Linked DNA regions of Xenopus tropicalis: region 2 is linked to region 1. A link is a contact called in public Hi-C data. All regions are on one chromosome and are shown on one strand. The core of a region is the stretch at or near the end of the contact, and the rest is flanking DNA. Distances in the headings are between cores, read along the strand shown.

Evidence for each region. A called contact is a pair of places that touch in the nucleus more often than the background predicts.
Region 2: a Hi-C map of neurula embryo shows a contact between it and region 1, with 1.8 times the contacts expected there. The contact joins the promoter of irx5 here to the enhancer-like site in region 1. A contact is called at or near these places in 2 of 5 Hi-C or Micro-C datasets (brain and neurula embryo).

Annotation. Positions count from the first base shown.
Region 1 is chr4:41,911,332-41,918,556 of UCB_Xtro_10.0, forward strand. No RefSeq gene overlaps it. Among named protein-coding and RNA genes, the nearest start is that of irx3, 61 kb to the left of the region's middle. Within about 2 kb of position 5,345, at least 2 of the 11 cell types and tissues checked have an H3K27ac peak or open chromatin away from gene starts, as enhancers often do. A contact at or near this core is called in neurula embryo, where this site is marked.
Region 2 is chr4:42,281,357-42,288,225 of UCB_Xtro_10.0, forward strand. It overlaps irx5 (iroquois homeobox 5), which reads left to right and starts at 3,678. Exons shown (of 3, transcript NM_001171927.1): 1 at 3,678-4,097; 2 at 5,814-6,216; 3 at 6,545-6,869. The coding sequence starts at 3,849. It overlaps LOC101731264 (a long non-coding RNA gene), which reads right to left and starts at 707. Exons shown (of 2, transcript XR_208505.4): 1 at 534-707.

The DNA of each region.
Region 1 (7,225 bases), core at 4,095-6,594:
GGTGCTCTGAGTGTCAGCCTGCTCCATACATGCCTGTTCAGACCTGCCCTCCCCAGCATCTTCACCCAAAATAGAAAATCTGTTGGTTTGGACAAGCTGTGGACCTACCCTTCTGAAAACAATCCAAACCTTGACAGTCTAATGATCTAATAGTTTAAATCTTCCATCCCCTTTACCAGTTTAGTTGCACGTCTCTGCACTCTTTCCAGCTCATTAATGCCCGTCTTAAGAACTGGAGCTTTATTAAGATAGTATTATGCCAAAAATAGCATTATAAATAGGATTATAAATAGTATTCACCATGTTCTTATTAAGGAAAATCATGTCAAACAAACACACTTGCTTTTTATGCAGTTAGTAGGAAGTTGGGCAGTGCTGTATAAATGGTCAACCTAAATTTTGCCAAATCAGTGAGGTGTAAATGGCAATGTGCACATAAGCACCTTTCAGCCTGAAAATACATTTAAGGGGCAAAAAATCACTCACACCTGCAGTGCCTGTACTTCCCTTGCAGATAAATGAGAGCAGCAGGAGGCTGAAATATATTGGGTTGAAAAGCACACAGTGCGACATTAGGCTTAGGCTCATGCTAAGTCTTTGCATATAAATGAGGAGAAGATCTCCTGACTGAAAATGCTTTGCTTTTCATGTGGATCCACTTCCATGGTGCTACATATGCTGATCAAAAAATCTGTATTCACCCTTATTGAGGCTTATCTGTGTAATGCAGTCTGTAGTTGGGCTCAGTTCAGCAACTGCTTTAGTTCTGCTTTAAGCCCCAGTGGATAATCTTTAGCCTATGGGGTATTCTATGAAAATAGAAATTTTAGCAGTAAAACTGGATTTCCTTCATGGGATTCCCTCTGTGTTTCATACAAAGAATCTCCTCACTTAAAATGCTTTTCATGTTAATCCATCTGCATATGCTGATCAGTATACTGGTGAGCCCCAATAGGGCTAGAATTATTCTGTACTGGGGTTCTGATCAGCAACTGGTTTGGCTTTGGTTGAGCTGTGCCTACAGGGTATTCCATAAAAACTGAAATTTTAGAAGCAAAACTGTGATTCCTTCCCAAGATTATGTCTGCCTAGCCTAGCAGAATATACAGAAAAAAATGTGAAAATGATTGAAATATACTGTATATATAATTACTTCCTATAAAATGGTGCAATTTAGTACTTATCCTATTATATAAGCCTCTTTATCTCTAAATTCTTATGATGGGCAAGAGACTTCTTAATTTTTCACACAAAATAGTACTCTGGTATTGAAAGCGTTCAATTGATCTCACTGATAAATTAGTATGTCATCAGACAAGCAAATAGGATAATTAAGGAGGGGAGGGGAAGAAATGCATTGAGGAAGCCACATCTGTGCCTAAACAGCCGCTTCCCAGTCCCCACTGCTGTATTTAACGCTCTTTAATGTGGCATTGTTTACTCACAATTAAATTCTTTACCATTAATTTAACTTTCAGGCGCCGAATCGGTCACATGTGCAGAGGTCTCAGCGCCCAAACAGATGTGTTTTATACACTTGTTTAAACACAACTCTCGTTAGGAAGTTAAGCGTGTAGAGCAAGCTGATTATAGCTCAATGTAGGATGCATCATTATAGAAAATCCCACAAGGACAGCAGCCAGAGCATGGAATCTGTGTGTGTCTCTGATATACCTGTGAAGATTATATTCATTAAATCTATCCTCTATACACCTGATTTTTGCACTACCAGAATTATTTCCTTTAGGTTCTATTCTTCGTACTAATTAACCTAAAATACCAGTGTCTGTGATTCTTCTAATATACTAATATATTTTATCTGGAGGCGAATTTCTTTACATTCCCTGGATGCTAGCATACAAATCACACTAAATCTCATAAATATCCAAGACTGAGTTACACCACATTTGTTCAACTGAATACACATGACTCTGTTCTCATATTATAGTGCCTAAGAGCAAACACAGAACCCTCTTATAAAATTGACGGTGTTTATACCAGACTTCAAATTATTACTTACTAAGTTCTTCTAGCAGGCTCTATTCCCACACCTACTTTGTTTACCATCGCTTATTGCATCAAGCTCTTCCTGTGTATGTATACAAAAGCTATATTCTCTTTAAACATCAAAAGCTGTGTGCTATATAACTGACACAGTAATATGTCACTAGACTTTTGATGTTATATATTGTGATATTTGTACTACATTTACACTTTTAACACATCTGAGTATATGTGTACAGTTCCTGGCTTTCATATGTCTAAAAGCGTGTAGAATATGCTTAGCAATTAGACAAACCAAGTTTTGTGAACACCCTGCTTGGGAGAGTTGTTGACATACATCTTAACTACTTAATATGGGAAATTGATATTTACTTCTATTAATATAGCTGCAGTAGACTAACCAAAGCTAATTGGTTGTTATCGCTTACTTTAGTTGGCACAATTTACCCACTGTTTATTAACACCATTGTATTTGCATACCCTTTAAAAATGTTGAACTATTTGGGTAAATATGTCCTGTTTACTAAGGGGAGTATGTATGTTTTCTGTATATATCACAACAAAAGGTATCACGCCACTGAACGTGCAGTCAGGACCACTATTTTTGTGTAAAAACTGGACATACGTCTCTCATTTGCTGGTCACCCAGTTAGTGAATCTTTGCCCAGTTTGGCCACTGACATGCTGGGGGGAAGAAACAATGAAATTATAACAGACATCTATGCAGGCATGTCAGGAGAGTACCACATCAGCACTTGATGTGATGATGCAGTCTTTACCAGGCAGAGTTTCAAACCTGCTAAATAAAGATATCTGTTAGATTTCTAGCCAGATATCGTATTTATTTATTTCCTGTATTTATATAGTGTCACTCATTTGATCAGTGTTTTACATCATTCACTTTAGTCCCTGCTGCAGTGGATCTTACAAGGTCCTTATAACGTTCACGCACAAAGGGGGTAGTCGGGAGGTTCCCATACATGGGTAGGTAAATGCCACCTATTATTAGAGTATTGCCAACTTTAGTTAGAATCCAGATGGAAAATCTGCATATGAGAGTCATAAGATTCCATTTATACAACCATCACACCTGTACCAGTAAATAGTTCTTAAAAAAAAACTTTGCTTAAAGTACTCAATATTTATGACACATAGAATTCACAGAATAGGGCCTTGACACTCCTTTAAAAAAAATCACCCCTGTATATCAATTTCAGGATGAGTAACAATAAAGTGGCCAAGTTGCTGGGTTGACCAAGGAGAAGCAGTGACAAACCCCATAGAGGTACTGGCTGATCTCACTTTCAGTGTTTATGTGCAAATGAGATTATCTTCCTCAAAGTTTGCAACATGATAGGCAGCCTAAAAAGGGGGTTATTACCTTCTTGTTGTTTCAGATATTCATTCTCTCTCTACCTGTCTTTGCGACCATTACTCAGAGTTGCCTATTAACAAACGATAAGTGAACTCTTCATATTTTACCCACAGTCCACTTAAGCATAGGGACCAATGGGGATACAATATGGTCTTATGCTTATGCTTATGCATGCTGTACCTTACTACTCGGTACATTTACATTTTCCTCAACACAATAATATTTAATTCCCCAATCCTCCCACATGACAGGGTCTCTTCCATTCCCTTTATACAAATTTGGGTTTTTATGCTTAGAAGTGCTGCTTACACAATTTTAATATGAATTTTCCCCTTTATACATTGTGATATAGGTTTAGTGATAATTATTGTGTTTTATTAGTTGGACTTATTAATTGTCCCCACCTGAAATCTGACGGAGACGTTTGCCTTAATTTCTCTAGTTTCTAAACTAGCATATGACTGAGCTAAAATACTGCACTGCTAAGAGAATAAAAAAAAAGAATAAAAGAGAGTTAAAAAACTCAGAGTAATAAAAAATTAAGCTGGAATAACTAAAATTAACAGAAATGTAAAAACCAGTCTGTAGATGAACTGTACAGCTTATGCTTTGCTGTGTTTTTGGAGGGTGGGAAATTATGAGACCCTTGCACATTTATTGAAAAGTAAATATGGATAGAATTTAGGGAAATTTGCTCTCACTTCACATAACTGAGTAAGCGATAGGAACATCAATCAACCTATGATGAACTGGATGGCAACTAAGCAGGAAAGACACAACTATTATGCACAAAATAAAAATATCTCTACATAAATGAGTTGCTGCACCAACACAGAAGAACCAATGCTCTAATTATTGGGAACTGTAGTAATTAGTTGAGAAAGACATTTTTAGGGAAAGTGCTACTGATCTGGCCAGAAAAGCTACAAATCAAAGCACAGCCCCTGGAATCATCAATACAGTCTTGCTAAGCCGCTATAACCACATCATATACTGACCCTACCTTTTTACTGCTGGTCATATTTCCATCACTATTTTTGTAAATAAATAATATTTACACTTTATAATCCTGACAAATGGTTCACATTTTTAAACACAAGTTATAGAAATTCATTACATACAGCATTTTGTTCTGTTTCAGAACTGATTTTGAAATTATTTTGAAATCATTTGGTGACATCTTTCCATTTCAAGTAATTCAGATTTAAAAATTGCTTTTATTAAACGTTTACTTGAAAACTGTCTTATTCTTCACAAGTTAAATAGCAATATAAAGAACAACGCATGTAAGCACTGCCTTATCAAAGACAATTTCACATGGCACAATTTTGCTGCCTCTGTGAGCAATAATTTACTACATGCCCCCCCGGGCACATTTTTGTGGCAAATTCACACCAATGTGAGCGTAATTGCAACAGGATGAGCGTCCAGCAGACCCCGGCAGTGTGCGTTTGCACCCCCGGTAGTTCTGCCACTGTCTGTAAGAACCTTAGTTTCCCAGTTCACCAAGAGATGCTTCATATTAACTTGTATCAGAAATGTGCTGCAACATGATGCGTTCCACCTGAGTTTGGCACTTGCATGCGCCTGATGTACTACAGTCCCATAAGAAAGAACTGATTGCGTTTTGTGAAACGCTGGAGAATTCCACTGCAGGGAAATGCAGGGTGAAACGCCTAAATAGCTCATATAAAGAGCTTTGATTCGCTAAGCAGTTTTACGGGGATAAAGGCATTGGCAAACTTGGTGGACTAAGTTGTTATTATCTGCCATTCCATTTTCTCCTTTCACTATGGCCCAGCTGAGACAGCCTCTGCAATTAACCCCTCTGCTGCCAGGGGGATCACAGCAGTATTGCATCTGTCGCTGCCACTGAAAAGGCTTTGAAGCCACCGTGGCTTGCTTCTCCAGATTAAACAAACACTCTGTATACGGAGTCTTGCTTAGAAAGCATTAATTGTTGTCAAGCTAAATTTCACACCAAAGATAACAGACATGCTGTGTAAATGAGATAAACAACTCACTTGCCTGGAGTCTAATGAGATGCAAAAAGAATGCAAGGGGGCTACATAGAGAAACTGGACTGTGGATAGTGGTGCCATCTAGCTCTGGAAATTATGGATTTCCCATATTATGTTTTCTTATTCTATGTTTCTGTGTGTTTAATGTAAGCATTTATTTCCAGAGAGAGTTCATATTTGCTACATATAAGCTTTCTCTTTCTTTGCTGAGACAAAATTGATTCTGACTATCTACTCTTGGGATAAAAGGCTTTGCTACAGGGTATCATTTTCTTAAATATAAACAGCTTTTAAACCATTTTTTAATCTTACTGTTAAAGGGTTAATGTCAGGGCTATTACTGATTTTATTCTTATAACTAGATAAACACATCAAAATGTTGATACATGGATCTAGTTTATTTGTCATATGCAACACACAAACACTGACCTTTATATGGATAGAAAACAATATATCAATGGTAACTGAGCAGCAGTTTTGAGAACAAACATTTCAGGCACTGGGTAGGGAGTCCCTTCCCTAATGTGTACACATTTAATTAATTATAACATGAACTTACAGGGCAGGGCATGCAATTAAGAAACACATGAGGCTATGGTAATAATGATTCAGACTGGTTAATTTATAAAATATGTACATGCCCCAAATATAACAATATAACTACAATCCTATGGCTATATTACTTCTGAAAGTGTGGTTATGGATGCCATACAGATTTTTAATAGCCCTCTATTACCTTTTACATTTTCCCCTTTTTATTGTCATTTGCTTTCTTTTTCTTGTTTTATGCCCATTGCCCACTGCTAAGAGACAGAAGGCATTTTTTCACCTGTTTCACCTGTAGGTTGTTATCAATACATGGGGCTACAAAAAGGTTTTCTAATAATTCTTTAGCAGGTTTCACTATGTACTCAGCAAAGAGATCTCTTGATGGGAGCTCCATAGACGGATAGGAGGTTTGCCAATTCTAATTACCCAAAAATGACTCTTAAGAATGATCTCTACCTTGTGGTTCAGGGGTTTTCATGACTAAGTGACTTTGTGAAGTTTTGTGTTCCTGTTAGGCAAGATACGTTAAAAGGCAGTGGCCATTTGGGGCCCGTTTGGGGTTTACTTTAGGGTTAACATTCTTGACTAACAAACTCTTGTATAACTGCATGTGACTTTAAAAAGTGGCAACCTTTGCATGCTGCTCTAGGCAGCCATAAGAAACACACTTTTTTTTAGCATGGTTTAAAATGAATGTAACTTGTGCCCCCCTGCACAATTCTAAATATTTTTAAGATAGGGGTCCCAGGAATTACTGCCCCCCCTACAGCTATGCCTTCCAAAATGACTGCACTAATGACGCAACATTGAAAGTGACTGAGCAAAACTCATACCACTGACCATGTTTGTTGCTGGAGATTCCATGGGCGCGTGCTTAATTGTTCACCTGTGTCAGAAATGGATGTGGCTTAATAGGAAACTATACGCATAAAAATGCAAGACTTTTAAACTCTCGCATTTTTATGTGTATTTTCGCTACATGTGCCTGCACCCAAGCGTATTTCATTTATTCTGGTGCAAGTAGGAGGCGTAGGGCGGACTTTTCAGCAAGCGTTTTTCTGCTGGCCAAAAATATCCGCCCTACGCCTCGTCTGGAATTAGCCTTATAATCAGCAACTTTTGTACAATTTATACACATTCAATGTTCATTAAACCCTTTGTTGCATGCATTGTGAGTAATTTTCTGAAATGAGAACAAATATAATACAATGTACAGAACCGTATAGACAAATTTTCACTGCTTATAGCAAATGGGACAGAGAATTTACTAATATTT
Region 2 (6,869 bases), core at 2,428-4,927, 370 kb after region 1:
GTGCAAACAAGTTTTGATCTGTCGCCCATTGACCAAACAGTTAATGAAAGTCAAACTGCAACATAAAAAGAAGTGAAAGTCGCATATGTATGTACCGCGATAGGGGTGGCTTGGAATATATAACATTATACATATAAAGCCACTGTATATAAATAACGTCTGGTTTTCTGTCCCCCTAAAATAAAAAGCGCCGATCACAACAAGGGATATAGATACAGTACAAAAGGAGCTGTTAAATATAGTACATTTCCCTGTGCCCTTCTCTGTACAGGAGAGCAGAGAACAATGTTCAGATGTTCCCAGTGAATGCTGTGACCCAACGCTGATCCCTAGCGCAGACACAGCACAGCCAGAGCCTTTCCACTTGACAGAACAAGGAAAATGAGAGGACTCGGAGCCGCCTACAATGAAAACAAAAGTTGCCCAACAAACTCCCACGGATACTTTATGTTATGACGAGTGCTGTGCGCTGTGACAGGTCAGGGCTGTAGCCCCAGTACCGGATAAAGTCCAGTAGCAGATACCGTACTTACCTTCATGTTGCGCTGCCTCCTTAAACGCAGATTCGAATTTATTGAGCTGGGCTCTCTCCTCCAGCCTGGATCCCAGTAATTATTAAACGTCTGCTTAAGCACTATGGAAGCTGAACAAGTCATTATTGGCACATCATAGTGCATCAATGGGCCATGACGTCACTAAACGTCCCCCCCCCCATAAACACACTCACACAAAGCCCCCCCCAACCCCGCTCTCACTGATAGGCACCACCCTCAAGCCAATAAGCAACTAGAAGTCAGCAAGGAGGGATCCAATGAGATACTAGGGAGGAGATTGTAGTTAAAGGGACGCGGGAAGTCAATTTTATTATCGTCGTTGGATTAACTGTTAGTGCTAATGAATCTCTGGAGATTGTGCAGATCAACCTGATTTCGGCTATTGCTGTGTACTTTACACTGTGGCGTGTCCACGTATGTGGATAAACGGGAATATAATATTTGGAATATGCAGCTTCAGAATTTATAAGGGCAAAAGCGTATTGCGCTATAGAGTCCTTGCCATTTAGTACGAAAGAAACATTGTAATACAGGTATACATTTAGAATAACACAGAAAACGATACATTTCTGGTTGCACAGCCGACAGCGGGCTGTGGAATGTTTTTTTAGTTTGAGAGAAGCAGGTTGTGGTTAGTTTCATGAATGCAGCGTTATGATTAATAATATTAATATCTTCAAGAAGTACAATGAAATCGTTGCAAATAGAAAATGACTAAAGTCATTCAGTTTAACCTGAAAATGCAGGGGACAGGTGTGTAGCCAAGTGGATAGTATTCCTGCCCCACTGTTGGAACATGTGCGTTAGATCTATCCTCATATTACAGGGTCCGATTAAACCGTATAAGCCTGATACTCTTGTGATGCCCATGCAAGATATAAGTGCAGCCCATATTTATAACAAATGTCAGGTATTTGCCATTTATTTGTCAGTATAGAGCTAATTACTGATAATTTATTAAGATCTGAATTCACCCCAGTTGACTGCTAGCCTTGTATATCCTTAAAAGCCTTGTATATCACCCTGGAACTGGCACAGTCATATGAATCACTTCTGAAATACTAATGCATCTCTCACATCTTGTAGCTTGCACGTTGTCTCTGAAGCCACACCGTTTCTTTTTTTTTTTTTTATCACAAACCACAATAAATCGCTGAAGCTTTCACCTCATTCGAGGCTCAAAGTCGCTTGCGTCTGATTTTCTTTGTGTTTGTGTATCTCTTGAGTAAATGATCCTCTGTCTACGAGTGTGTGCCTGCTTGAGCTGATACAAAAAGTAGAAAAAAACACTAACAAAATTCTATATGCATATACTGTGCTCTTGCGTGGCAAATTGGTTAAAACAACACGACCCACGATGCCTATCGCATTTCTTCTGTTTATCCTCTTTATGTAAGTGCTGCTTTACTTGTGTCTGCTGTTCTCTCTCTCCTTTGACAGCTGTATCGCTTCTTGATGCTGGAGCTTTATTGTAATCGCTGTTTGGTGGTGACTTCTTCTGGGACTACAGTTATGTGTCCAAGTCACCGCACCCTCCCCCGCCACAGTAGCATTGGAAACCCACCCTGCACTGGTATTGGCCATTGCAGTTCATTAGTCTGTACACTTTCCAATAACAGGGGGTTAAGCTGGGAAACATCGACACTTGTCTTTGGAAATCGGTTTGATGTCAAATGAATATTTCAATTTGCACCTGTTTAATTTGTGGTGGAATGTCAGACTCGATAATTAAAATGTAACTATAACAAATACATATTAGATGCTTAGTAACTAAATACACCCTGTAGTGACAGCACAGAAATATACAGACAAGTCCTTCTCTCTTTGCTCTTGATAATGTGTTGTACTTAGGAACCTATGCTTTTACTCACCTTGACATTCTGCATTGGAAAAGTTACTATAGATTTACAATACTCTGACCGCAACAATTAGCTATTTAGTAAAGCATTACCAGTAAAAAAGAGTAGCGCTCTCAATAGTTAACGTGTATCCCCGGGCCCATGATATCTATAGGTTTATGTGTAATGTTTCAATACGATGTTTTTTATAAGTGTTTTTTTTTTCCAGGTCCATCAATCTGTTTTTGACATATCACGTGTGTGTGTGTTTGTCTGTGTGTGTGTGTATCTGTGTGTGAGTAAAACATATTCAGCTAAATCAGAAGGGATTACATCCTTTGATCTTCGAGGATTTTCTTTACTTCATATGGTTTTAATCTGCCTTCTCTCCAAACCTTGTTATGAGTTTTAGATAGAAGGCTAAAATGTCCACTATATTATTTCTCTAGATCCTGGGCTTAATCCTCCATTAGCCCTGTATCCCTTCTCATAGGTAAATATTCTAGGGGTCAAAATATTTCTGCTGAACGTTTATACTCTCAACGATTGGCGGTTCATATTAATGTATTTGCTTGCTCTATACATGTAAAACAAAAGAGGTAACAAAAGAAATGTTGACGAATTTTCATATAATTGGTAAACTAGGTGGCTAAAAGTTTTCCTGGAACTGCATTACTATAGCAACAGGTTTAGCCTTCTATTTTATTCTGATCTACTTTAGTTAAGGAGCAAATTTGATCCCTAAAACGCTTTTTATCCCTTTTTTTCTGCATAAAGAAAATAGTGCTCAGTTTAGTTTATGTACTATGGAGACCGCTCTCCCAATAGATTCCTGCACATAACTGGTATCAAGTGATTAAGGAGATTCGGTTAGTGATATACAATGTTCCGGGGTAAGGGGACTAAAGGATTTAAAACTGGCCTTGACTAGAAAGCTGGAGCACAAAGTTTTTAGGCTTTCTGTTTTACTGGGCTTGCATTGTATTCGATGGCCGTCTAGGGGCAGGCTTTCCCTGACAGAGAAGGAGAGAGAGAGAATACAGATAATTGGGCAGTCCCATCATCATCCCTCCGTCCCACTCACTGACAACACCCGTAAAGGAGGAGCATCAGGCGTCAGAAACCTCAGTTTTCAACTTAGCATCTTGTCAGGGTGATTTTTTTTTTCTTTCTGCTATGCTAAAGTCTCCACCAACCCACCCACCCACCCAACCTTTCCCCTCCCTCCCAGAGCAGAGTCAGAGCAAAAGAAAAAAAATCTTGCAAGGGAGCAAGGCAAGCAAGAGGAACAGAGAAAAAGAGAGCAGCAGCAGGAGGCAGCAAGAACTGGGACTGCTTTTCTGTACTGCAACTGGTGGGGTTCATCTCTATGCATTTGTGTCCGGAAACCCTGACAAGAGCTGGGTCCCAGTTTTCCTTGTACTGTGTGCGTCTCAACCGATAAGAGTTTATATGCATGTGTCTTGCCATGTCCTATCCTCAGGGCTACTTATACCAACCATCTGCTTCTTTGGCTCTGTACTCCTGCCCTGCTTACAGCACCACTGTCATCTCTGGACCCAGGACTGATGAGCTTGGGAGGTCCCCTTCTGGCTCTGCCTTCTCACCTTACGCTGGATCTACAGCTTTCACTGCCAGCTCTGCTGGCTTCAACTCTCCCCTCCAGTACAGCGGGGACCCAGCTGCTGCCTTTACTTCCTATGTGGTAAGAGCTATGCTTATTATCACTCCCATTACACCGAGCAGCACACACAGTCAAAGCGACTCACTTTAACCCGGCAGCTCCACTTTAGCAAACCCGCAAGTGTTCTACGCCCTAGAATAGTAACCTTGGGCTACTAAACAAAACAGCATTAAAAGCATTTATTTCTCAGTCTGTAAATAAGCTAGCCTCGAAACCCTAATGTAGGCAACTGAGCTCTGATAGTCACATATTGCCTGATATATACAGAACAAATCTGCAGTAAGCAGTACTCTACTCTGTATCTCAGTGTAACCGCAAACAGTGAGTGGGCGGACTGAGCCCAGATGGATGTTGACAAAACTCCCATAGCATCAAGGCTTTAGGTGATCGTTCTTTTAATTAGATTGGGGTGACTCAAGCACTAACTCGATATACAGTATAGAATAGGAAGCACGGTATGCTATTGCTAAGTGTGTTTCATTCCAGTTATCTGGGGCAATTTATAATGAGGTCGGCGATATTTTTAACTCCTTAGATACCTGGCAGTAACGCTATAGCTATCGAAACTTGAGTATAACATTTGCATCTGAGAAAGAGTTAAAGGATAATCTGAAATGCTGAGCATGTTTTCAATTATAGAAGATTTCTCCAACAGAAGGGGGAAAATCGAAATATGATCTTAAGAGCATTCAGTTCTTGAAACTGTTTTACTTCAGATCTGTAAATCAGACTAAGACAGACGAGCATTTCTTTGCTGCTTGCTCTATTACTAACAGAAGCCCAGGGACGCTACAGTATATAAGGCTCACAGTTAAATAGTTATACACGTATTATATATATATATATTTTTATGTATTTATCGATCTTTTTACTGTAATCAGCCAGAGTAGAGCTTATTAAAATTAGCTAGCGCACACTCACACACAATTATATTTGTGATTTAACGGAGGGGTGTGTGTATCAATACGGTTTAATTGCATTTATTAGCGTAAAACTTTTTAATCATCTATAAATCCTGTAGCGACAGCGGATTTAATTAGGTCTTTATGAACTTTGTAATATATTGCTTCGTGGCACCCTGTCCCTTATGAAAAGCCATTCTTAGGTGTGGTTAGTTTTGCAAATTAAAGGGCAAAGGCAGATTTCGCCTGCCGCTTTGGCTCTTGAACTCAAGATTGTAAAACACATACACTGTAAGTCGATTGCCGAACTGGGATACACTCACATTTTCTTTTTAAATTGTGACTTCAACTTTGCAGAATAATAGAAATCGTGAGGTCTATTAGACCTATTAGATCATCTATCTATCTATCTATCTATCTATCTATCTATCTATCATCATCTATCATCTATCTATCATTTATCTATCTATCATCTAACTATCATCATATATAGTGAATAATGTATACTGTATATGATAATTGGCTTATGCTGAGTGTGCACATGCGCAATAATTGCTGTATCTAGGTGTGAGACAATCTGTCCATTTATTTATTGACTGTAATTATGAACTTCAACACCTGATTATCATCCAAGACTCTAATTCATCCTTTTCATAATTTATTGAAGAGCATTTAACTAGACTGAACTCCTATAGACTGTGAACAAACTATTTTAATTGGTAGGATTAATAGTTACGTATATATATGATATTTGTTGGTATGCATCGTAAAAGAACGTTAGATATGTAATCTTTCTTGCTCTTTGCTGAAAATGTGGCACATCTCCTGATTACAGGGCTCTCCGTATGATCACAGCGCTGGCATGGCTGGATCATTAGGATATCACCCATATGCTGCTCCTTTGGGAACGTATCCTTATGGCGACCCAGCGTACAGGAAAAATGCCACCAGAGATGCAACTGCCACTTTGAAGGCCTGGCTCAACGAACACAGGAAGAATCCTTACCCCACAAAGGGCGAGAAGATTATGTTGGCTATTATTACTAAGATGACCCTAACTCAAGTGTCCACCTGGTTTGCTAACGCAAGGAGGAGGCTAAAAAAAGAAAATAAAATGACATGGACTCCGAGAAACAGGAGTGAGGATGAGGAGGATGACGAAAATATTGATCTGGAAAAAAATGAAGAAGACGATCCAAGAAAACTTGAAGAGAAGGGGGACCAAGATGGAGATGCAGGTTGGTTGCTGTTAGGTTGATGGGAATGTTTTAGAGATGCATGTTAGGGGTTTGGAGCACATTATACCTTTACCTGGGGGTGGAGATTAACTGTGTAAAGTGCTAAAGATACATTATTGCGGTACCTTTGGTGGTTGTAGGCAAAGAATCAATTAATAGTTATAAAGTTATTTTGTGTTATTAAAAAATAACTAATGTGTATTGTAATCTTAGCACACTCTAATGTATAAATGCCTGTAATTACGATAAGCTCTAGCTGAGGAATTGTTGTAACTTGTAGGAACAACACACTAATATGTCTAACGTCTTCCTTTCGTTCTATCTACAGGGGATCAAAAGAGGAGCCCTAGTGCGGTGGATTTTGACAGGTTAGAAGGTGAAGTACGTCAGGGTAAGGAGTTGGACCAGACAAGGAGCGATTCTGAACAGAACGAAGTAGAGGAAAGAAATGATCTTCTGTCCAAAAACTCTGCTCCCCCCACCTCACCCCTGTGCCCTCCAGATCAGTCCCCGCAGGCCCAAGAAGATCAGAACTTGCATCGTCACACTGTTCACAACCACCACCACCAGTCAATCCAGCAACTACATCACCACAGTCACCAGTCTCATCCATTAGACCTGGTGCATAGGAACGCTCTTGTCCAACATGGCCC